4 separate regions of the Mus musculus genome follow, and all the other regions are linked to region 1. Evidence: chromatin contacts called from public HiCAR-type and promoter capture Hi-C data. All regions are on one chromosome and are shown on one strand. Each heading gives the region's core, a stretch centred on a gene start, on an enhancer-like site or on the middle of the called end of the contact. The rest is flanking DNA. Distances are from core to core; before and after follow the strand shown. Region 1 holds the start of Selenop (selenoprotein P). Region 2 overlaps Oxct1 (3-oxoacid CoA transferase 1). Region 3 holds the start of BC037032 (cDNA Sequence BC037032). Region 4 holds the start of AW549877 (expressed sequence AW549877).

Region 1 (5,679 bases), core at 1,579-4,078:
CCAAACAGAAGGTAGTAGTTGCTACTACTGCCTTCATGAAGCTCCTGTGACTAGGTAGAGAACGTTCTCAGATAAAAAGATGCCCTGTCTCAAGAAAAGTTAAAATATTAAATACATGATGAGAAATAGCCCCCAAATTTGGCCACCTCTCTCAGAATTTTTTATAGGTAAATTTAGAGACATGAAAAATGTGCAAAAATCACCACGAAGGAGAATTAGAAGAAGGAGGAGGAGGAGGGAGAGTGGGAGGGGGAGGAGGAAGAATAAAAGAAGTCAGGTGTGGTGGCTCATGCCTGCAAAACTGACACGAGAAAGCTGAGGCAGAAGGATACCTCTGAGTTCAAGAATAGCATGGCCACAGGGTGAATTCCAGACCTCTCTGGAACACAGTGAGAACAGGCCTAGTGGTGTGAAGTGCTTCTGAATACCAAGTTAGCTGGCCACAGCAGCACACCTGTGACCTAGCATGTGAGAGCTGAGGCAGAGGAATCTCCAGTTAGAGGCCATCCTCAGCTATACAGTGAGACAGTTCTCACCAAGGGCCTCACTGAAGAAAGGGGAGGGAGCTGGGTATAGTAGCTCCTGCTTTTAATGCCAGTATTTAGGAGACAGAGGCAGAGGCAGTTTGATCTCTGTGAGTTCGAGACCAGCCTGGTCTATGTAGTGAGTACCGCAACAGCCAGTGCTACTTGTGAGACTCTGTCTTAAAAAAATCAAACAAAAAAGAAATAATGAAAAAATAGGAGGGAGGGAGAGTCAGCTGGGTATGGTGTGCACACCGTTAATCCCAGCTCTTGGAAGGCAGAGGCAAGTGAATCTTATATAATAAGTCTACATATAACACGGTCTGGGCCAGCCAGGGTCACACTGTCAGGCTACGCCCAAAAGTAAAACAAGACAAGAAAAGGAAAAGACTTTTAAATCTTCTTCAGCTATTTGTACTAACACATTTTTAATTCTGATGTTTAATCGGGGAAGTTCCTTTAGGGTGATATTTACCATAATAATGGGATCATTCTTATGTCAATCAGTTACTGGGTTTTGCTAGAACTATAAAGGCAAAAAGGAAAAATGTTAAGCACATTTACAGGTGCCAGTTGTGCCTCAGAATGTTTATGCTACTGCGCTCTCTGCAGTTGAGGAAACTGTGGCTCAGAGAGACTTTGTATGCCTTCTCTAAGACCATACAGGATTAGTATCCACAAGAGTAGATTTAAATTGGTTCTGCCCAACTCAAAACATGGATAGCTCAGCTACCAGTATACACTGAGAGTTTTAAAATACATCACCATGCAATAACTATAGCAGCCTATATAACTATAGCATTAACTATAGCATTTCTATATGCTCTATGCTCTGGGGAAAAAAAGAAGGAAAAAAACCAAGCTATTCAGCGTCTTAATAGAAAATCTAGCTGGTACTTCTTTCCTAAACTAAATTCATGTGAGGCTCTGGGATCAATCGCTAACACACACACACACACACACACACACACACACACACACCTCAAAACACTAAACTAAATTCAGTCTTTATAGAACTGCAGCATGAAGACACGGCCCTTGATACTCTGCCATAAGGCAAATATTTTCAAATGGCTAAATGGCAGACATAAATGAGAAGACTATTTCACCCACGTTTCTAATGAAAAGAATGATCGAGGGACAAAGGAAAAGCTGGAGAAGATGAGTTTCCACTTGCAGAGTTTCCCATCATTAATCAATAGGCTGCTTGACTTTGCTTAAGGTTGCTTTTATGGAATAAGCTTTGCATTTTAACTGTAACTGTCGAAGAGCTATATAAAAAGAATGAAGGCAAATAACAAAATTAGATCCAGTAATAACTGGACAGTGGTTATAGCGATTACAGTCTTCAGTTGCAAGCCTAGATACCTGTTCATGCTCAAAACTACAATTGATTGTACTCCATTAAAAGGAAAGCAAGCATACTCTTTGCCACACATCCTCTCCCCTTGAACAACAAAGACCACAACAAAAACAGACCAGCATTTTAAAGCCCCTCATCCGCTGGGCTGTGGTGGCACATGCCTATAATCCCAGCACTTGGGAGGCAGAGACAGGAGGATTTCTGAGTTCGAGGCCAGCCTGGTCTACAGAGTGAGTTCCAGGACAGCCAGGGCTACACAGAGAAACCCTGTCAAAAAAAAAAAAAAAAAAAAAAAAAGCCCCTCATCCACCTTCAGGCTTCCACCCTCTACTTAAATTCAAAAGCTCCCCCACCGAAGGACACCACCTGGACTGCCTTAAAGCAAGGATGGAGCCCTGCCCTGGGGATGGAGCCTGCTCAGTCTGCTCCCTCCCAGTTCTGAAATTGCTTCCGAATTCCCTGGACACCTCTACAGTACAGTGCGGTGCGACAGGCGTCTGTCCCATCTCTGCTCTTGAAATCCACTAGCTTTCCCTCTTGTTTGTCCTCACTCTAACCCTTCGTGGGAAACCCTGGAATTTAGTGAGATAATATTGCCCATATGACACCACAGTTCCCTGCAGAGAGAAACAGCTGCATTTTACATTGCCCACAGTAAAGGACAAAAATCAACAACAATAAAAATATAAAATTAAAAAAAAAAGTTAACTGTTCTTCCCCGACACTTCTTGTTCATTAAACAAAAAAAATGCTTTTAATGTCTTTTAGTCATCTTTTTACTAAGTCTATTTTAAAGCGGGGGAGAAACGTATTTTACCTAAGAAAAAATATTTCCCAAACTGTAAAAGAATCAAGTCCTACTTACGCAACCCCTTCGGACTAGCTTCGTCCTGTCTCTTTGCTCTAGTTAGAGCAGCTCCCCAAAGCCACAGGCTGACACTGACTTTTATAGCCCTGTTGTTTACCTCGCCCTCTGAGGTGCAGTCCAAAGTTCGGTGCTCCCTCCCGCTGCGACCTTGCAAATGCAGCAAGCCCCTGAACAGTTTCCGATCACAATGAGAAGAAAGTTTAAACAGCTGAGGCAGTACTTACTGAGGGAAGACGGACGACTTTTGACGAGTTTCTAACTTATTTTCTGCTTTTGATCACCCTATAATCTAAGAATGGTACAGTCCAGGGTGGAAGGAAGGGCTAAGGGGAGAGAGGTCCTCCAAGTGCCTTTCCTTTCGAAACTACAATAGGGAAAAACATTTGCCTAGCCAGCAAGTTACACAGCTGTTTTAAAAGAAGGGAAAACATGTTTGTTTTCCTTTTCCTTTATGAAGAGGAAGTTCTATACTAAACCCACACTGAAAGCTTCTTTAGAAAAGTCACCTGCTGTCACATTATTTTGGTCTCCTGCTACTATAGACCTATCTTTGTTTGGCTGTGCTCAGCAGAATTTCAATTGGTATGCAATCCCGTGGGAGCTCTGTTCTTGCGGGTTTCCTTTAATATAATGAACTAAGAAAATCGTCTTCAATCTGAAAGAAACCAGGCCTCATTTAAAATGTATATAGTAGTGCTCATTCTTTTTGTGTATCTTTGTCTCTCGGTGTCTCTGTCTCTGTCTCTGTCTCTGTCTCTGTCTCTCTCTCTCTCTCTCTCTCTCTCTCACACACACACACACACACACAAACACACACTAAGGAAGGGGGAGGGGCAGCACATGGTTGCCTCAGGGCAAACATGGAGGTCAGAAGACACTTTTGTAGAGTTGCCTGCTCTCCTTTCTCCTTTAATTGGCTTCCCCTTTAACTGGGTTCCAGGAATCAAATTCGGGTCTTGCCCGGCAACAGCCTTTACCCTCTGAGCTACTTCCAGGGCTGAACCCACAGTTTTCTCACAGCTGTAGTGCTACTTATAAATCCCAACAGAGTCTCTTTTAGCTGTTGCTTCAGGGTTATGTTTTATGCTTTTTTTATTTCTCTTAAGAACTGTATGCATGTATACAATATATTTTGATCTAACTGGGACCCCCTACTGCCCACTCCAACTCTTCCCAGACCCCTCCCCAACACATTTTCCTCCCAGCTTCATATGGGGTTGTTTGGTTTGGTTTTGATTAGTTGGTTGGCTTTGTTACCGAGTGCAGTTAAGGCTGTTGATACCTGTACAGGCACGGGGCTGTCCATTAGAGCATGAGCAACCTAACACAAGCCATACCCTTGAAGAAAAATGACTCTCTCCCAGTGGCCATCAACTGCTAGTAGCTTTTCAGCCCTGGTGGGAGCCTCCTGAGTACTCCCCAACACATGAGGAAATGTAAACAGACTTGATTAACAACAGCTGTGTGGGTGGGTGCAGGAGCACAATCGTCCTATGGTATCCAAAAATCACTGCTTTGCAGCGGTCCTCCCCAACCTCTAGCTCTTACAAACTTTCCACCCCTTCTCCTGTGGTGCTCCCTGCATCTTGGGCAGTCCTCCCCAACTTTTGGCTATTATGAACTTTTCACCCCTTCTGTGATGCTCCCTGCATCTTGGGTGGTCCTCCCTAACCTCTGGCTATTTCAAACTTTCTACCTTTCTGTGGTGCTCTCTACATCTTGGATGAGGGAGTTGATAGAGATGTCAGACTGAAGACTCCACAGTCACTGATTCTGTGCACGTTGACTAGTGTGACTCTCTCTGCCACCCCCTCCCCCACTGCAAAAGAAACTTTTTCTCTGATGAGGGCAGTAGCAACCATGTGCACTGATCTCCCTCAATAATGTTAAAGATTCTGATGTGAAATATCTACAAAGATAAGAATTGTACAAACAAATTACTAGTTGGAATTGGGGGAGGAACAGAATTTCAATGTAAAAGAGGCCAGGAGGGGAATGCTTCTTTCCGGTGGCTGCTGCACTGTGGCGGGCTTAAATGAGGCCAAGGCAGCGAATATGTAGGTCTCCCCACCCCTACTTGAGTTCTATGTCTTTAGTGAAACTCAAAAGAGTCTTGACCACACTGTAACCCTAGCCAGCCTCTGGATTTTCTCAGCAATTTTGAGTCCATGCCTCCAAGGCCTTAAATGTTCCAACATAAAGGTGTTTAGGTTGATAATACTAATGATAATAATAATAATAATAATAATAATAATAATAATAATAATAAAAAGAAGCTCACCTGTAACCTTGAGCCAAACTTCCTTAACCCCTCATGTAGGCCCAGTACTCAAACCCCACACTGAGGGGATACCTGGGAGGACCTCTCTTCTTTCTCCATAGTCTCAAGAATGAGTTGTATCCCTGGTAAGCATGCTTTGGATGACACCCTACTGCTTAATGTTCCTTAAGACCTTCCTTCTCTCAGTTCCTGCCTAACTTCAGCTGGGGGCCAGCAGGACAGAACATGGATGATAGATGATGTCATCCTTGGTAGCGATGTTTTCAAGTAAGCCTTTTTTTCCCTTTGTATAGTCGGTGCATTTTGAACAAACAAGCCCCTATTGATTGCCATGTGCTAACTACTGTTGCTCAGCGTACAGAAAACACAGTCTCATCTGTTATTCTTCCCGTAGAGAAACTTCATTTGAAAGTAGAAGGCATTGGAGGGCCCTGCTCTGTTCACTTGTACCAAGTCGCCTACCTACTGGGATCTCGGATCCCCATAAGAATCCAAGGTAAATAATGTCTTCCCCAAATTAAGGCACATGTGCCTATTCTCTGAAGCCAGTCAATTTCTCTGTCACTTCTTTTCTTGACTGGTCTCAACAATCAGGTGGTCTGTGTGAATCTTTTCCTTTTCTTTTCCTTTGTGGCAGTAGCTT
Region 2 (5,679 bases), core at 1,182-3,681, 770 kb before region 1:
CAAACCCCTTCATCTCCTTGGGTCCTTTCTCTAACTCCTCTATTGGAGATCCTGTGCTCAGTCCAATGGATGGCTGTGTGCATTCACCTCTGTATTTGTCAGGCACTGGCAGAGTCTCTCAGGAGACAGCCATATCAGGCTCCTGTCAGCAAGCATTTGTTGGTATCCACAATAGTGTCTGGGTTTGGTAACTGTATATGGTGTACCTACATTTTAAAGCACAATTTCTGTTATAAGATAGACGAATTATTGAATGGAAGCTTCCCTCCTACTCAAAGGTTCTGGAACTTCACTAGGCAATGAGAGAGAGAAAACAAACTTTGCAGGTTGGTATGTCTGTCTGGGGCAGTCTCACTATGTAATCCACATCAGCTGGGGACATAGGACCCTCCTACCTCAACCTGCCAAGGGCTGGCTATAGAAAACTACTTTTAAGGATCAAATATTTTTGGCAGTGAAAATCATACTGATAACAACAAATAAATAGGATTATATAACAAAGATATGATTGTATAATCTAGACAACAAAGGAATGATTTATAAACAGAAAAAAAACATGTCAGTTGGCAAGGGCATGAAACACAAGGATTTTTCTCGTGTGCTAAGATGAATGTATACCGACCACTTTAGGGAGTGGCATTGGGACACTGTTAGCATTGAAAAAATAATACTCTGACACTAATAATAATAATAATAATAATAACAACAACAACAACAACCCTGAAAACAGTCATCCTTATGCTACTGAATCATCATTTCCTCTCATGTCTCTACCAAACCAGAATTCATACTTAATGCTCACTAGACAACATATATAATACATCCTTCAACACAGTGCCCATTACAGGCAAAATGAGAGCCTCCCACCTGCCCATCCACAGAATAGATAAGTTATAGTTTATCCAGACAACTCAGTCAGATACAGCAACGAGACTGCACAGTGGACCTGCACTAGCCACCACGGACAGACTTAGACAGAACACTGAGTAAAAAAAGCTATTCACAAACGTGTGCATGTTGAATCACTTCCTTTACGAGGGCTTCAGACTTTGACAGGATTAACGTGTGTGGTCCAAAGTGTCCATAATGTAGATGGGGCAGGGGGACAACTTCCCAGTGACTGAAGTGACTGCAGGCATTAGGAAGTGAGTTTTCCGGAGACTGATCCTGTCCTGTGTTCTTTGTACAGGTGTTGGCTACATGGCCACTCAGCTTGTAAAGTCCCTTTGGTACATCTATGTAGGGTCAGTTTTCTATATCACTCTATATTAGGTATCTACAGTTTTTTTTAAAGGATAAAACTGCCATGAGAGTCCCAAGGTGGGAACCCTCTGAAGAGAAGTGGGGAGGGGACAATGGGTGGAGGGATTTCTAAGGACAGGACTAGGAGAAGAAGAGGAAGGGGGGCTCCGACTGGGATGTAATATGAATAAAAAAATAAATTATGTGAAAAACTGCAATGAGATTGACTGTGAAATCTTCTTAGAAACAGCGGCCTGTATTTCCTCCTCTTGAGGGCCACATTCACGTTCTGCTGGGCTGTGTGGTCTGCACAACTCACTCATCCAGCAAGCCCAGACTGAGTGCTTATTCCACCCTAGAGAAGGGATGTCAGCCTGTGTGGCTACAGCCCAGAGAAGGCTTATGCCTGTCCCTGTGTAGACCTGAGAGTTCCGAGGAAATAAACAGGAAGCCTGTAATTGCAGCAGAGGGGAGGGATGTGTTAAGTGATGTCTTTAGAATACATGATGGGAACACAGAAGATCAAGGACCACAGATGGAGAAGGGGGTGGAGAAAGTCTAGCAAGGGGAAAAGGTTGTACAGAGGTGAAAATACACAGAATCCAAAGAAAACACTGTTTGAGAACAAGGTCAGAGATGGAGATCCTGAGGCAGGAGGCATCTTGCTCAGGGCTCAGAAGGAACAGCATGTGGACTAGAGGCAGGAGTGGGAGGAAGGCCTGATTGTGATCTGCCTGGAGGGACTTCATCCTGAAGGACAGAAGATGGCAGGCGATTAGATGGCAATTCAGCTGACAGGAGACAGGCTATACCATGGATTCTGAAAACCCCATCAAAGGCAGGGAGATCAGCGAAAGGTCAAAGACGGTGAGCGTCTGAACTAAGGTGGAGGCGGCAGCAATGGAGAAGAGGGGGGTCGCTCAATCAAGAGACACTGGGGAGACGGTTCATCCAGCTGAGCTGCCTGGCACAGACACACGGGACCTAACAGAAGAGTGAACTGGGGTTATTAATCCAATGGCCCCTAGCAACATCCCACATGTTTAACATGCAAAGGTGTTAAGTATGGCAGCCTGTGGGACAAACTACTAGCATTTCTTTCAACGACCACTTGCCTATGTTCTGTTAACAGGCTCACCAGTGCCCATTCCGATTCACAGGGCTCCTTCATGATCTGTAGGCTTGCTCTTCCCCTCCCCACAGCATCCTGCACACCACATCCCTCGAGGCCTACAGTTAACGAGAAACTGTTAATCATTCAGAAATCTGTGCTTCCTACCCACCAGAGGCATAAAAATACCTATACAATTTACATTCTCTTTCTTTCTCTCTCTCTCTTTCTTTTCTCTCTCTCTGTCTCTCTCTCGCTCTCTCTCGCTCTCTCTCACTCTCACTCTTGCTCTCTCTCGCTCACTCTCTCTCACTCTCTCTCTATAAAAGAAAATTAAAGGCTAAGCAGCATTTCCTTTCCCTTCCTGGTGCAGTTTCCGTTAACAGGTTCCAATGAAGTCCGTGAAGGAGATCACACACAAGATCGACTTCACCTCACCCAGGGCAAAGAGGGGAAGTGGCAGGGCTGTGGCTTCTCATCTACCCAATCTTCCCCTAAGTACAGAAGACAGTAAGCAAACCCCCACCCCATAGTTTCCTACTTTGAAAACTTCTTTAAAGGGGGAAACAGCCTTATGGGTTAATAACATACTTGTCCACTAGAGGGCTCCAGGTGCCGGAGATACTGTCTTCTTAGTGAGTAAAGTTTTCTGTTCTTTCTCTCTTCTGGTTTTCTTTCTCCTTCCTCTTCCTCCTTCTCTTTCTTCCACGCCCTTCCTCAAGCACCCTTCCTCTAACCTGCTCCTGAGACTCAGGCCCTGCTTGACGTTAGCAATTCCCCCTCCTAACTTAGCTTCTTTCAGCAGCCTGGTGCGCAGCAGAGCTCAGCAGCTCCCTCCTAGAGATGGGCAGAAAGAAACCTAGAGGAGTGATCTTTAACTCTCCACCCACCAAGTCTATCTCCACAACCTGTTTAGGCATCAAACCGTTTCTTGCTCCCCGTTCTACCTGGTACCATCTTTTAGGGCAACCTCATCTGCTTCATCTGCTTCTTCTGCTTCTGCCCCTACAATCTACTTTGAATATGGCAGCCAAATAACACTTTATAAAACATAGAAGTAGAAAGGGCCACCACTCTGCAAAGGTAGCCTTCATTCGGAATAAAGCAAAGTGCTCTAGAGCAGCAGGCAAAGCCTGCCAATTGCACGCCTTCTCTGTCTCTGACATCATTCCTGCTGGGCTAGTCTTCTGTCACTTCTCTGCCTCTCTGTTGTCCCTTCAGCTCCCCAGGTCCTGCCAGACATGCTTCCCCAAGGGCCTTTTCCTGTCTCTGAAACTATTCTCTGCACGGCTGGCTCCTCTCTCACATCCTTCAAGTGTGGGCTCAGAGGCGACCTTAGCATCATCCTGATTACACCACTGATTGCTGACAGCAGCCTCCCTACTTGGTTCCCAATCCTCTTGCTTACTTGCTTCCTTTTTTTACCCCATGTTACACAGCTTTCCAATGTATCAGAAAATTTGCCCATTTTTATGTTGACTACCTATTATCTGTCTTTCCCAAATAGAACAGAAGGTCTGTGACAGGTCATACCCTGCTGGTGCTGGGGGGGAGGGAGGGGAGGGATGGAGGAAGAGGAGGAGGAGGAAAGGGGTGGTCGTGGTGGTAGTGGTAGTGTGTTTTGGTTTTGTTTTCTGTTTTCTCTTTCACTTCTGCATCCCAAGCACCTGTCAGCTATATGACAAATAAAGGTGACTGCAGAAATACTTGGTGAGCACTTGTCAAAAGAATGTATTGCTGCATTTCACATGCCCCTTCCAGCCAGAGCTTCTGGAACAGAAATGAACTATCCTGTGACTAAGCAGCCTGACAAAGGGCAGGGGGAAGCATGCGTTTAGCTTAGAATTCCAGGCGGGCAATGGTCCCCCATCGCAGGAAAGACAAGGCAGGACATTAAACTATCCCGATCACAGTCAAGAGCAGAAAGGGAATCCCTCAGGGATCCTTGCTCGCTCTCAGCTAGCTTTCAGCCCTACAGGATCCCCTGCCTGTGCCCTCATCCAGTCCAAACAGTCCTTCAGTGAATGATGGGTGACATCAAAGCTGACCAGCTCAGTCACTCTGTATTCCCTACATGTCCCTCTGGGTCCAGTGCTAGCTTCCAGTCAGTTCAGTAGCCAGGGTGGCCAACATCCACCATGAACCAAGAAGCTCTCTGGCCACTGCCTGCTGCTTGGGGTGAGCCTAGGGAAGGCACTATCAGAGAGATTAGGGGCCAGAGAACAGTGATGGCAGGATCAGTAATACTCACGCTCTCTTCCCCACCTTCTATGTATAAAACCACTAAATGCTGGCTCTCGTAAGGCCTCCAGGCACACACCAGTGACAACAGTACCCTTCTGTTATTGTCTACAGGGTTATTTAAGGGTCATGCTGCTTTCGTGCCACTATAATCTGTCCTTTTAAAGGAGTACCTTTGGTAAACTCCTCAGCTACCAGGGATAATATACTGAGCTATGACTAATAAAATCACAATCAGAAAAAAGCCCATTTGGTTTCTGTAATTTTAAATGTCTGAAGCTCCCTCTAAGCCTACAGAGTCCATTTTAAAAACCCAAACACAGTAGGTCATTCATTACTTGGAAGTTTTCTGACCACTCTTTCACACCTCTCTGTTTCTGTATATTTTTGCAACACATTACACATTTTGGCTCTATTTAAAGATTACCTTCTGTATTTGCTGATCTTGGCTCTGGGGCTGACTATGTATTTGGCCTTTGCTTTGTTTTAGACTAGTCTCCTGGCATAGCAACAAGGCAATGCCTAAGATTCTCAACAACTGGAACAGATAAAGAACAGTGCTTAGGCCTTGAAAAGTCTATTAGTCGCTTACAAACAGAGTGTGTCTTTCTGCAGTGTCTCTAATGCATGACCTCAGAGAACACATTTGTCTGATGTAATAGTATCATCATGGATGATAAAAATAAAATAATAAGTAAGCTATATCCCTAACACCTAATGGCTCATGATACAAAGACCAAAGATGTGAACCCCAGGGCAAATGGGGACATGCCATTTCTAATAGAGAAAGAAGCATGAAAGAGCCTCTGTGCTCTTTGGTACTAAGGGTGATTCTTTCTTTCTTTCTTTCTTTCTTTCTTTCTTTCTTTCTTTCTTTCTTTCTTTCTTTCTTCCTTCCTTCCTTCCTTCCTTTCTTTCTTTCTCTGCTCCTCGATACTGAGGGTGATGCTAGTGGGCTCTGTGCTCTCAATACTGAGGGTGATGCTGATGGAGTTTCCAACAGATTGTACTGCTTACTTCCAGAAGCCAACATTTCTCTAGAATACCTAAAGAAAGAAAGCTCTGAATTTTGTAGGATTGGACAT
Region 3 (5,679 bases), core at 1,731-4,230, 760 kb before region 1:
TCTCTCTTCCATGTCATCCAACACTTGAGAACTTAGTAAAATATATGTGTCTGTGTATGTGTGTATGTATAATGTATGTATGTGTGTGTATATGTATATATACATATATATACATATATATAGTATGTGTATGTATATTATATATTATATATACATATACTATACATACTGTATATATACATATACTATATTATACATACTATATAATAAATAGTACATTATATATGTGTTATATATCATATACACATATTGTAATATACTATATATTATATACATATACATATACCATACATTATATATACATATTCTCTCTATAATATATACACACATATACACACACATATTTTACTAAGTTCTCAAGTGTTGGATGACAAGGAAAAGAGATGTAGGTAAAGGAAATAATAGTGTTCTAGTATATATATATATATATATATGATACACATATGTGTGTGTGTGTGTGTGTGTGTGTGTGCATGTGTCTGTATCTTGGTAGGGAAGGGTTGTACCACAGTGAACCTCTGGAGGTTAGAGGACAGGACAACAAAAAGTAGTCAGTTCTCTTTCTACCATGTAAGTCCTAGAAATTGAACTTGAGTTATAAGTCTTTGTGCGGCAGCTTTATCCATATCACTGACCTCAAACACTTTGTTTTTCTTCTGTTTGTAAATATAAGTATTACCTCAATAATAGAGTGATAGAGAACTATACACCCAAGTGGTGTCTAAATGTCACCTCACGACTGTTAAAGAAATCATGACACAGAAAGGTTGATATAGCCTATATTAGTATGGAAGTTTGTTTTGTTTTGTTTTGTTTTGTTTTGTTTTGTTTTTCGAGACAGGGTTTCTCTGTATAGCCCTGGCTGTCCTGGAACTCACTTTGTAGACCAGGCTGGCCTCGAACTCAGAAATCCGCCTGCCTCTGCCTCCCAGTGCTGGGATTAAAGGCGTGTGCCACCACCCCTGGCTCTTTTTGGTTTTGTTTTTTGGGTTTTTTTGTTTTTTGTTTTTTGTTTGTTTTTGTTTTTGTTTTGTTTTGTTTTTTGTAGTATGGAAGTTTGATAAACAAAATCAGGAAGAGCTGTCATGGAAAGAGGAAAGAAACCCAGTTAGGAGGAAAAGGCAGCACTATTCAGGTGAATAGCATGCAAGCTTGCCAGGAGGAAGCATCTCTGCCAAGAGGAATCAGCCAATGTTCAACATGAATCAATCCACTTAGAACCTACCCAGCTAGAAACCTTAGGGTGACACAGCACCAGATTGAAAAGCTTCCAGGTAATTCCAGGTCATGCTATAGCTCCAGACAAGGAACTTGTTCACCATGAATGGGAGGGAGAGAAGGAAGGAGAAAGGGAGGCAGGGAAAGAAGCAAGGATGAAGGAAAATAAGGAAAGAGAGATGGAGAGAGGGAGGGAGAAGGACAGAGGAAGGGAAAGAAGGAAGGGTGGAGGGAAGTAGGAAGGAGGGAGGGAAGGAAGATTTTTTTTAAGCATGGTAAATAAGTACACACCTTTAATTTCAGAATTCTGTAGGCTGAAGCAAAAGAATCATGGGTGCCAGGCCTTCCTGGCCCCCATAGCAAGATCCTGTCTCCCAAAACAAAAGCATAAAAGCATTTTTTAAATATCTATCTCAGTTTACCTGTTGGCTACATTTAGCCAGAAAGTATTCAAGGTTACTGAAGGTATCCACCAGGTTCTCTCAGGTGTGTACTAAAATGAGTATTCTTGGCAGAGCAGTCTGCAGTGTTGAGGGAGGCAAAGGACTGAGGTATACCGTGGTCCCAGTGAAACGAACACAGGGGTATTACAATTCAGCACAGGGGTATTACAATTCAGCACAGGGGTATTACAATTCAGCAGAGGCGGATGACTTACGCGCTAAGCAAGCAGCCAGTAAGGCCAACCAATGCATAAGCGGGCAGAACACCCCAGAGAGCAGGAGCTGCACCTTCTTTCCTCATTCCTGAGAAGCCTAACTTTGAACTGGGCCATGAACTTTTTACTAACCCATAATTACAGCTCATCCACCTAGAGGTTTGCTGGCTTGAGAAATGGTTTAATGATTATATTGAAAGTGGGGTAGACTAGAGGTGAATAATTTAAACTTAGACAAACATGCACTGTCAAAAGAAAGTTTTTGACCTTGGCCCAAGGACATCCCTGTGTCCTGGTTTTTTGCATCTGCTCCATCACTTGCAGCAGGTTGGCTGGTGGTTAAGTGCATCCAAATTTGCATGCAATTACCCAAATGCCTCCTTTGAGGAATTTAACAACGCAATGACTCAGTTCTGAACCATTCCCTAGCACACGAGGGAGTCCTGTGATGACATCTTTAGATTCTCAACACTCAGAGATTGAAGGCAAGGAAATGAGCAACAGGGGAAGGAGTTCAAGAGCACACAGTGCAAGTAAATGCCCTGCGTGATGCACTCTTCTTAAGTTCAGGACTGCAATTTGAAACCTCTTCAAAGAAAACTTTGCAGGTTCGGGAAGAGGCTCCTGAGCAAACTGAACACTCCAAGGTGAATCCACCCTCCTCCCCACCCTCCTCCAGCACTCAGTTCCTTGGTCCCATACTCAAATCCAACCCGAATGTGTGCTTAGAGGCTAGACCCTCTACAATGTATAAGCAAAAATATCCACCACCAGCTAGTCTGCTAGGAGGGCGACTCAGGATACCATTCTGTGGGTCAAGGTGTTTGGGTTTTTTTGTTTTTGTTTTTGATTTTTGTTTTTTTACGGTCTTTGAACATTGCAAGTCTCTAACCCGGAGGGGACGGAGAGGAATTCAAAATAAAGGACCGAGGCGTTTGCAAACTGCAGCGGAGCGCCGCCAGCCCTCCTTCTGCTTCCAAACGCTTGGCAGGCTAAATCGCCCCGTGACAAGAGCTCCAGTCCGGGTTCCCCTTTCTACCGCCATATAGGGAAGGGGAGGATGGGGAGCGGCAGTCCGCCTCCGCAGCGCACAGCATCCGCCCACTTGGCGGTGAACTTGAGCCAGCAGCGGTTAACCCGGCCCGGGGTTCTGGGCCTCAGCCGGCGCCAGCAGCTCCCTCAGGTGGGGCGCAAGCCTCAGCGCGCCGCCCTTCTCCGCTCCTCTCCTCCAACCGGCCCTTACCTAGGGCGACGGCCCCGGGGACCCCCTTCCCAAGGGCGTCGGCCTGGAGCCTGGAGTCTGTAGGAGTGGCGGGAGATGGGGACGCGAGTCCCTGGACGCCGACAGTCTGTCTCTAAGGCGTTGCTGCGTGGCTTTGGTACACAGAGCCTCGACCGCTTCTCCACCGCTGCAAGCACAGCGGGGAAGTGGATGGAGAAGCAAAGACAGACAGACAGACAGACAGACAGACAAGCGGCGGCGGGGCTACCCTGAAACCCGAGCGTCTCCAAGCCCCCACCCCCAACCCCCGGGCACGGCGCTGCAGATGCCAGATCCCCGACCAGAGGCGGTGGAGATGGGCAGGGCAAAGAACGCGCGCGCCGCTCGCAGCTCGTCCGCGCGTGGCCTTCCTCTTGCCCCCCTGCACCTTCAATTTACCTTATGCAGGGCGCCCCGCGAGCTGCGGGCTGAGGCGCCGAGCCGAAGCCCAGAGGACAGGAGTTTGAGAGCCGCCATCTTCGGCCCCGGGTGCGGGAGACGGTGGCGCGCGCGGGAGTGCGTGCGAGTGCTGGTTGCCCGGGGCCGCGGCGGCGTCACCGGCTAAGAAGAGAGAAGGCAAGGCGAGCGGTAGGGCGGGCTGGAGGCTCGACCGCGCGTCAGTGACGTCCTCGGGACCTCAGAGCGGTGCCGCCCCTTGCTGCCTGCTGGCTTGTCAAGAAGCGAGACAGGGAGGGGCTCACGGCTAGGAATGGAAAGGCTGCACAGCTAGGACGAGCCCCGCGGGTTGTGCCGGGGCCGGAGGTGCTGGGCTCCAGCTCATCTGCGGGCACACCCGCAGCGGCGGGCGCTGCACTCAGGCTGGAGGGGGCGCTAGAGCCTGCCTTCCCCTCGCGCAAGGCTTGGCATCAACCAGGGTTTCGGGTTGCCAAGGGCCTGGAGGGTCTCTTACTGAACGTGTTACTTTTCCAAATCGCCCTCTGGAATGAGTACAGGTACAAAGGGTCACTGATAAAGATCTCCTTCCAGATCTAGACAGCTCACCTTTCCAACATTTCTCAACCCCAACACCCACAACTCTCTTCAAGTCTGGTTTTGCCCTTAGTTTCCTCTGAAACCCAGCAGCGTGCTGACTGACCCTCATGAGACATGACCTGCTTAACCGACAGAGGGACAAGATTAGAACTGGGCTGTTGTTCCCCATCATCCTACTCTGTGTTCCAGAATTTTCCTGGAACCGGAGTCCCAACAATTCCAGAAATTACAGAACAGGTATAAGCACAGAAGTGTCTGTCTCCTCTCCTCCTCGTCCTTGTCCATGTTGTATAATTCCCCTCACCTTGTAATGCTCTTCCTGTTGCAGTTTTGTATGAGAAAAGCCAGTCAAGGGACACAATGAACACAAAAATGCTCGGCACTAAATTTAGCTAATATTCGGTGGTGGGTTAACTTCATCGTTTTGGAGGTTTTCGTTTTGGAGTTTGTTTTTTGCTGTTTTGTTTGAGGAAGGATCTCTAGCTCTCTTAGGTCCCACTGAAACTCTATATATGGCTCAGGCTGACCTCCAACTTTTTTCTATTGCGGCAGCCTATCCCAGAGTATGTGCAATTGTGCCTGGCTCAAGCCTTATCTTTTGACTGGCACCCAACCGGCCTGAACCATTTCTTCAGGACGTTCTACACTCACCGCCGAGTTTAAAAGACCACTTGGAAGCCCGGGAAATCCTTTTATTGGATTAAAAGCCCATCGAGTCCTGGAAGAACAGTTTAAATTTGAAGTGATGCAAAACCCATGACAACAGTAAATGACTCTTTAACTTCCTTAAAAAGTATGCCGATACAATGAAGGATGAACAGTCCTGTTTAATTAAAACCTGTCTACTGGCCTGGGGAGATGGTAAAGACACTTGCCTCCAAGCTTAGTGACCTCAGTTTGATCCCTGGGACCCACATGGTAGCAGGGAAGAACCAACTCCAGCCAAGTCCTCCTCCGACCTCACATGCACTGCAGCGAGTGCATGCCTGTGTATGTGCGCCAAAACAAATGAATAAGGAATTTAAAAATCTGCACAGAAAAGCAACTACCTCAGTACTCCCTTAACTCAAAAATGTCTCCTGTAAAGATTACGGTTTTAACATGGAAATAAAATATCAAGTTAAACTATCATCTGATTGCATAGGAGAAGTGAACTCAGTAATCCTGGATATTTTGGGGGCGCATTTTAATAAGCTGTGAAGAGTTCGAATGTTTAAACCGAAGTCCCATGACTAGCCCTAACATGGCGGCTGTTGTGCTGCAGTTTTGAGAAGGAACAACAAAAGCTGGTACTACAGTTGTTCTTCCACTTTTTTCCTTCCAGGGCCACGTGAAAGGGAAAAAAAAAAAAAAAAGCACTGGCAACTTGTCTCGTAGTCATCTGACTCACTCTTCTTGGCTGGTCACATGTATTTCTCCTAAATGAAGACGGTGGATATTTTAAATTTATTATTCTGCAGAATTAAGGCTGCTAGGAAAAACAAAACCAAAACAAACAAAAAAGCAAAACCAGCCTCCGTACTGCACAGCCAGAAGGGAGAGGGGCTGC
Region 4 (5,679 bases), core at 861-3,360, 720 kb before region 1:
TTAAAAATATTTAAATTTAAAAACTTTAAATCTTTCGTAAAAATCTACATGATTTTATTTCTCCTTTGCTGGATATATAGCTAAATTTTGTATGTTAGGGAAAGGGAGGTAGTTCGAATGTGATCAATTTGCTTCTTTCATATTTTTGGCACATTCTAATCATCTGAGATTTAAAATATGGCTTTTATCTTTTATTTGTTCTATTCATGTGCATTTCCTAAAGTAAAAAGAACTAACTATAACTTGGAGGGGAAATGCATTTTTTTTTCTAGTACAAGGGTTCTGTGTTTCAATACTTCCTTGTGAATTACTAAGGTCTGGTTGTTGCCGGTGTCTCTCTGTGATGAAACCAGCTTTCTATGAGAACTTACTTTGTTAAGATCTTGAATAAACCACAGAATCATGTATTCTTTAGTTTGGAGGTTAACAGTCTCATCCTTCTCCTCCTTATCTGAAAAAAAAAAGACTAGATTTCCAACTCTCTCTCTGAAAATGAACACACCAAAATATCAGTTGAACAATAATTCCCAGTGTTAAGACTTTCCATATAGAATACTGTAGTTTGATGCATCATCATGATTGTAATTTTTTTCTTTATGTGCATTTTGCCTGCATATATATGTCCGTATACAATGCCCATGGAGATCTAAAGAGGCATCAGATGCCCTGGAGCTGGAGGCCTAGACAGTTGGGAGTGGCCATGTGGTTGCCAGCAATGATCTCTCCAGCTTGTGCCTGGAAATGTTATTTAGTGCAGTTTGGCATGTTAGAATATGGGTCCTTAATTTCTGTGGGATGCTTGCTTGTTTGTAAACTGGGTCTCAGTATGTACTGGCTGCTCTAGAACTGCCAGCATCCCCTCCAGCCTTAGCTTCTCAAGTTCTGGGATTACAGAGTAAGTCAACACTCTAGCATAAGAGTTTGAATTCTGTAGTTCACCTTGATTATAGAATGCAATTTTTCTGGCCTTCAGATTCTTCATTATAAAGTATCATAAGGATTTGTTGTTGATTATTGTTTTCTATTAAAAACCATTTTCCCAAGTACGTAAGGGCATTACACAAGTACCGAAGACACAGAGCACGTGTTTTTTGCTCTGTGCATTTAGAGTAAAATGACAGGAGAAAAAAACTGGTCATCATGGCCACTTGCAGAAAAGTGACTGTGGTTAGTCACTCTTAAACGATCACATTACTATTTTCATAGTTTAAATATTTTCTACCAGGCTACAACAAAAACCTTAAAATTAAGATGAAGGGTAGAGTTATTCAAAATATATTGTGCCAAACCGGGGGAAACAAACGAACAAACAAAAAGCCAAAACAGCATTAGATTTCCGTGGCCATAGGCAAGAATTAGCATTCATGGAATGCAAAGCAATTTGACCACTTGAGTGCTGATTAAGACCCGGAAGAACACTTAACACTTGTCAGGAAGGTCTCAAGGTGAACTAAGACAGTGAGGTCGCTGCCACGTTTAGGTCGCAAGACATTTAAGGTACTTTAAGTGTGAGCTAGCCAAGATCAATCCGGAGTAAAAACAAGCTCCAGGGTGAAGATTCGGGGAAAGCGTTATGCCAGCTAGCAGGCTGAGGACTGCCAAGTTGTCTGCCCTCACACTAGGTCTCGCAGCTTGGATGAATCTCACCCGTCCGCAGACTTCCGTTTCTGACCTTCCCCCACCACCCCCCGCCCCCACCATTACAATCAAGTTTTATTTTAGTCCACCTCCTTCACTACAGCGCCAACCGCTGCAAATCCTCTTTCCAGACCTTCCAAACCGCCCTCTTCCAGCCAGCTGCTGCGGCTGCAATCTCCCTGCACCCGCGGAGAGAGTCGATGTCCTATTGGCTCAGCTCGGGGCATGGTCGGCTTCCGATTGGTTGAAATTAGAAGGCGGGAGAGAGGTGTGCCCTTACATCATCGACTGGCCCCTCGCAGCACGGGATTGTGGGAGGGAGAGGGCCACTGGGAGGAACTAAATACCCGGAACGACCTTTGCGGGCCGGGGCGGTCGTAGCCCGGAGCCTATGTCTCCGCCCACCGGCTGGGCGGGCTCCGCCCCCACTCCGCCAGCCAGGCCGTCAGGTGATCTGGGGCTCACGTGGTCACGTGGACAGGGCGGGCGCGCCCGAGCTGGCCATGGCGGCCGCGGTGTCCGGTGTGGTGAGGCGGGTGGAAGAGCTCGGGGACCTGGCTCAGGCTCACATACAGCACCTTAGCGAAGCCGCGGGGGAAGACGGTGAGGGAGCGCCGCAGAGGGAAGTGGGCGGACGGTGGTGAGATGCGAGGGGACCGCTGCGCTCGGTGGCCAGAAGGCGCGGCCTTCGGTCCGAGGCGGGGTCCCTGGTGCTGGCACTGCTGAGCTTGGTCCCCATTGGGCAGTCATCTGCCCTCTCCTCAGATGTCCTGTTACCCATGCAGCGTTTTCTACGTTCCTTGAAATCCTTTTTGTTTACATCCGACCAGATGTGTGGTGTCGAATCTGCGAGAAGGGTAGACTTTAAATAAAAGTACACACGGACTTTCTCCGGAATGTTCATACTGCCCAGAAAATGAACAGTATGTTTTTTTGTTGTTTTTTTTTTTTTTTTTTTTTTTTTTTTTTTTGCATTCAGAGAGACATGCATGACAGTTCACTTTTTCATTACTGCCTTGTAAATTTCCACTTTGTTTTCAATTCAAAATTCAGCTGTAAATACATATTGTACACAGTTATGGTGTAATTTTAATGCTCCCCCCCCCGCCCCATTTTAGTCCTTAGGTATTTTCTTAGAAGGGAAAATAGGTTAGGAAATACGTCATTCTTTTGACATCAGACTCGGTTTGCTTTTTATAAATTCTCAGTTGCCAATTGGTTCGACAGTAATCTTTTTTTGTTTTTTGAATGTTGAGCCTTTACCATCCATGAGCTTTAAAATTCTTGTGATTAGAGTCATACGATGACCGAAATGAAACATTTCTCCCAGGTGATTGACTAGTTGGTGTATTTACGGAATCAGTTCTATAATTAAATGAAGCACATATGACCACACTGAGGCTTTTTATCTTTTGGTTTGTGGCAAGCGGAACATAGAATTTGTAGTCACTGTTACCTCCCTGGGTCATGTGTCAGCCAGAGCTCAGGTAGTCTTACTTACTTATTACTGAGCCTAACAGTAATTCATATTTTCTTATGAAAGAATTCTATGATCCATTGTGAAAGGAGGCCTGGAAAGGAGGTTCAGTGTTCCATGGCCTTGTTTGGAGGCTTTGTTTATACATCTGAAAATTTACTAAAATCATAACTGTAGCTATCTGCTTTACAATCTACTAGGCAACATTGACGTTAATCTTACTGGAGAATTACTAACAGGGCTTACTTAACACCAGATTATATGTATTTGAATTATACTTGGCCCTTTTTCATACATCAAAATCAATAGACATCGGAAATTGGTCCCTTAGCTTAACAGTCATATGTTTTTCTTGAGTTGTCAGTATCGTTAGTTTCAATTTTATTCAAACTAGATAATAGAGTGCTAACCATCATTCCACTTAAGAGTGCTCTGTATTTATGGCCATATAGTTCTCATTCTTAACAGTATGATATTGTCCTGCATAGACTTATAAGAAGGACCTTCTCTGAAGATTATAGGAACCTTCTCAGTTTACTTTAAATATTTCTAGTAGAAAGAATGTATTTTTATGGACTTTTCCAGAATGATAGATATGCCACCACCACACCTGACCTATAATAATAACTATGACACTCCTCTTCAGCAGCGACTTCAGCAGTTCAGCACAAGTCTTTGCATTTACAGTAATCTCAGAAGTTAACGGGAAAAATATAAATAGCTTGTACAGGACGTGGGGAGGCCGATGGTCTGGACCATTTTGGTTCTCAGTAGAATCTTGTTTTCTGGGTAGTAGGGTGGTACTTCTGGGCCAAGGAGAGATGTGAAGACTGCTAACTTAAGAGCGATCTTATAGCAGTAGAAAATCCTCTAAAGCTTAAGGTCACTAAGTGACTACCTGCTGACATAGCTGATGGTATTTTATTCTAACACTGAGCAGCTTATCTGTTCACCAAATACTACATTGTCTGTCCACTGCTGGATGCCTGTGAAAGCTTCTGTAGTGCAGAAAAGATGCTTAAAGACTTTGTGTCTTGTACTGTGGTATGGATATGTACTTCATTAAGTGAAGTAGAAGGGTGGACAGTATCTTTGGGGCCCTCAAAATCAGAAATAAAGAAAATATTGTAGTAAACAGATGGTTGAGTTAAGATGGTAAAGTTTGGAAAGTTGGCTAAGTTGTGGTAAGAAAACATGCAGGAGGTATTGGGGTTTTTTGTTTTCTGTTTGTTTTCCTATAGGTTTTGAAGGAATGCGGTAATTTGTTCAGTTTCAAAGTTTTTTTTTAATAATTTATTTCAATTTTATGTGTATTGGTGTTTTACCTGCCTGCATTTTTGTGTGAAGGTATCAGATCTTGGACTTAGAGACAGTTATGAACTGTCATGTGGGTTCTGCGATTTAGACCTGGGTCATCTAGAAGACCAGTCAGTTCCCTCAACTGCTGAGCGATCTCTGTAGTCCTTCATTTTGACGTTTTAAAGGAATAAGATATAACCCTTTAAATTGGCATTGTAGTTATACCAGCTAGACATACAAGTATGATAACTTAGAATTGTTTACAGTCTGATATTTTATGAATATTTGATCTGATCAATTTTTCTTTTAGTTAATTTAGCTAGTACATTTATAAAATTGCATGCATTCAACAGACACTCTTTCTGCAAACTTGTAGATTTTGTATTATTCCAGTAAAAGCTGTAAGATTGTAAGTACTTTAGAGTATATCAACATTGTAAAAGAAACATTGTAAGAATAGACTAAGAACTACATAGATGGCTCAGTAGGTTAAGCACTTCCGGTGCAAGCATGTCAGGTGGCCTAGTGGTGCCCTTGTAATCCCAGTGCTCCCAGAGCAAGTGCAATGTAGGCTAACAGAATCACAAGCTTGTGTTCAAGAATGTGTATGATTGAGGAAGATAGCTTGATATCAGTTTTTACTTTACTATATATGCACACACATATATAGACACTACACATACACACCCAAGAAAGAAGTGGGCTATATACTTAATTCCTAAATAAAGTCTCATAAAAAAGAATGTAGTCTGGATTTGAGAAATAGTAACAAGCAATCTAAAAAGCTTTCACACCTTTGCTTTTGAGAATCAGTTTACTTCATTGTGATTGGGTTTATTTATGTAATACTTAGTATTTGAAGTAAGATATCACTATCTTGTCATAGTATAGCTTTGTTATATCATTTATGATGCATAGCTTTCCTTGTTTAAAATGTTTGAATTTATGTAAAATAATCATGTTTTTATCACTTACAGATCACTTTTTAATTCGAGCCTCTGCAGCTCTAGAAAAATTGAAACTTTTATGTGGAGAAGAGAAAGAATGTTCAAATCCATCCAATCTTTTGGAACTATATACACAGGTACTAAAGCAAATGTGAAGTCTGGTTCTATTGGGGGTGTGCATGTGTGCACATGAGTTCATGTGGACATGGGTACTTAGGCATTTGTGTGTATTCATGTGCAGGTCAGAGGTTGGAATTCGGTGTTTTCTTCAGTTGTTCTCCATCTTGATTTTGTGTGCTTGGAGTGTTTCATGTGTTT

What was found. Promoter capture Hi-C pulls out the DNA fragments that hold promoters and counts their contacts. HiCAR-type assays count read pairs that join an accessible place to other places.
Region 2: a contact with region 1 is called in a promoter capture Hi-C map of the HPC-7 cell line. The contact joins the enhancer-like site here to the promoter of Selenop in region 1. A contact is called at or near these places in 9 of 39 promoter capture datasets (the C10 cell line, the HPC-7 cell line, cranial neural crest and 5 more), 5 of 115 datasets of contacts at active chromatin or transcription factors (bone marrow-derived macrophages, double positive thymocytes, large pre-B cells and 2 more) and 4 of 9 other capture datasets (adipose tissue, liver, macrophages and 1 more).
Region 3: a promoter capture Hi-C map of the HPC-7 cell line shows a contact between it and region 1. The contact joins the promoter of BC037032 here to the promoter of Selenop in region 1. A contact is called at or near these places in 9 of 39 promoter capture datasets (the C10 cell line, the HPC-7 cell line, cranial neural crest and 5 more), 12 of 115 datasets of contacts at active chromatin or transcription factors (astrocytes, bone marrow-derived macrophages, double positive thymocytes and 8 more) and 4 of 9 other capture datasets (adipose tissue, liver, macrophages and 1 more).
Region 4: a contact with region 1 is called in a HiCAR-type map of astrocytes, with 4 times the contacts expected there. The contact joins the promoter of AW549877 here to the promoter of Selenop in region 1. A contact is called at or near these places in 14 of 39 promoter capture datasets (the C10 cell line, the HPC-7 cell line, cranial neural crest and 9 more), 1 of 15 datasets of contacts at CTCF or cohesin (pro-B cells), 5 of 484 Hi-C or Micro-C datasets (the 63-12 cell line, CD4 T cells, nephron progenitors and 2 more), 13 of 115 datasets of contacts at active chromatin or transcription factors (the NIH/3T3 cell line, astrocytes, bone marrow-derived macrophages and 9 more) and 5 of 9 other capture datasets (adipose tissue, embryonic stem cells, liver and 2 more).

The regions. Positions count from the first base shown.
Region 1 is chr15:3,268,126-3,273,804 of GRCm38.p6, reverse strand. Selenop (selenoprotein P) reads right to left here and starts at 2,828. Exons shown (of 5, transcript NM_009155.4): 1 at 2,753-2,828.
Region 2 is chr15:4,040,598-4,046,276 of GRCm38.p6, reverse strand. The region is part of intron 3 of Oxct1 (3-oxoacid CoA transferase 1); the gene reads right to left. Among named protein-coding and RNA genes, the nearest start is that of BC037032, 16 kb to the right of the region's middle. Within about 2 kb of position 2,431, at least 77 of the 459 cell types and tissues checked have an H3K27ac peak or open chromatin away from gene starts, as enhancers often do. A contact at or near this core is called in the HPC-7 cell line, adipose tissue, bone marrow-derived macrophages and 2 more, where this site is marked.
Region 3 is chr15:4,024,707-4,030,385 of GRCm38.p6, reverse strand. BC037032 (cDNA Sequence BC037032) reads left to right here and starts at 2,980. Exons shown (of 2, transcript NR_028266.1): 1 at 2,980-4,367. It overlaps Oxct1 (3-oxoacid CoA transferase 1), which reads right to left and starts at 3,958. Exons shown (of 17, transcript NM_024188.6): 1 at 3,537-3,958. The coding sequence starts at 3,614.
Region 4 is chr15:3,992,177-3,997,855 of GRCm38.p6, reverse strand. AW549877 (expressed sequence AW549877) reads left to right here and starts at 2,110. Exons shown (of 6, transcript NM_145930.3): 1 at 2,110-2,241; 2 at 5,392-5,498. The coding sequence starts at 2,142. It overlaps Gm2093 (predicted gene 2093), which reads right to left and starts at 1,817. Exons shown (of 3, transcript NR_045740.1): 1 at 1,772-1,817; 2 at 372-451.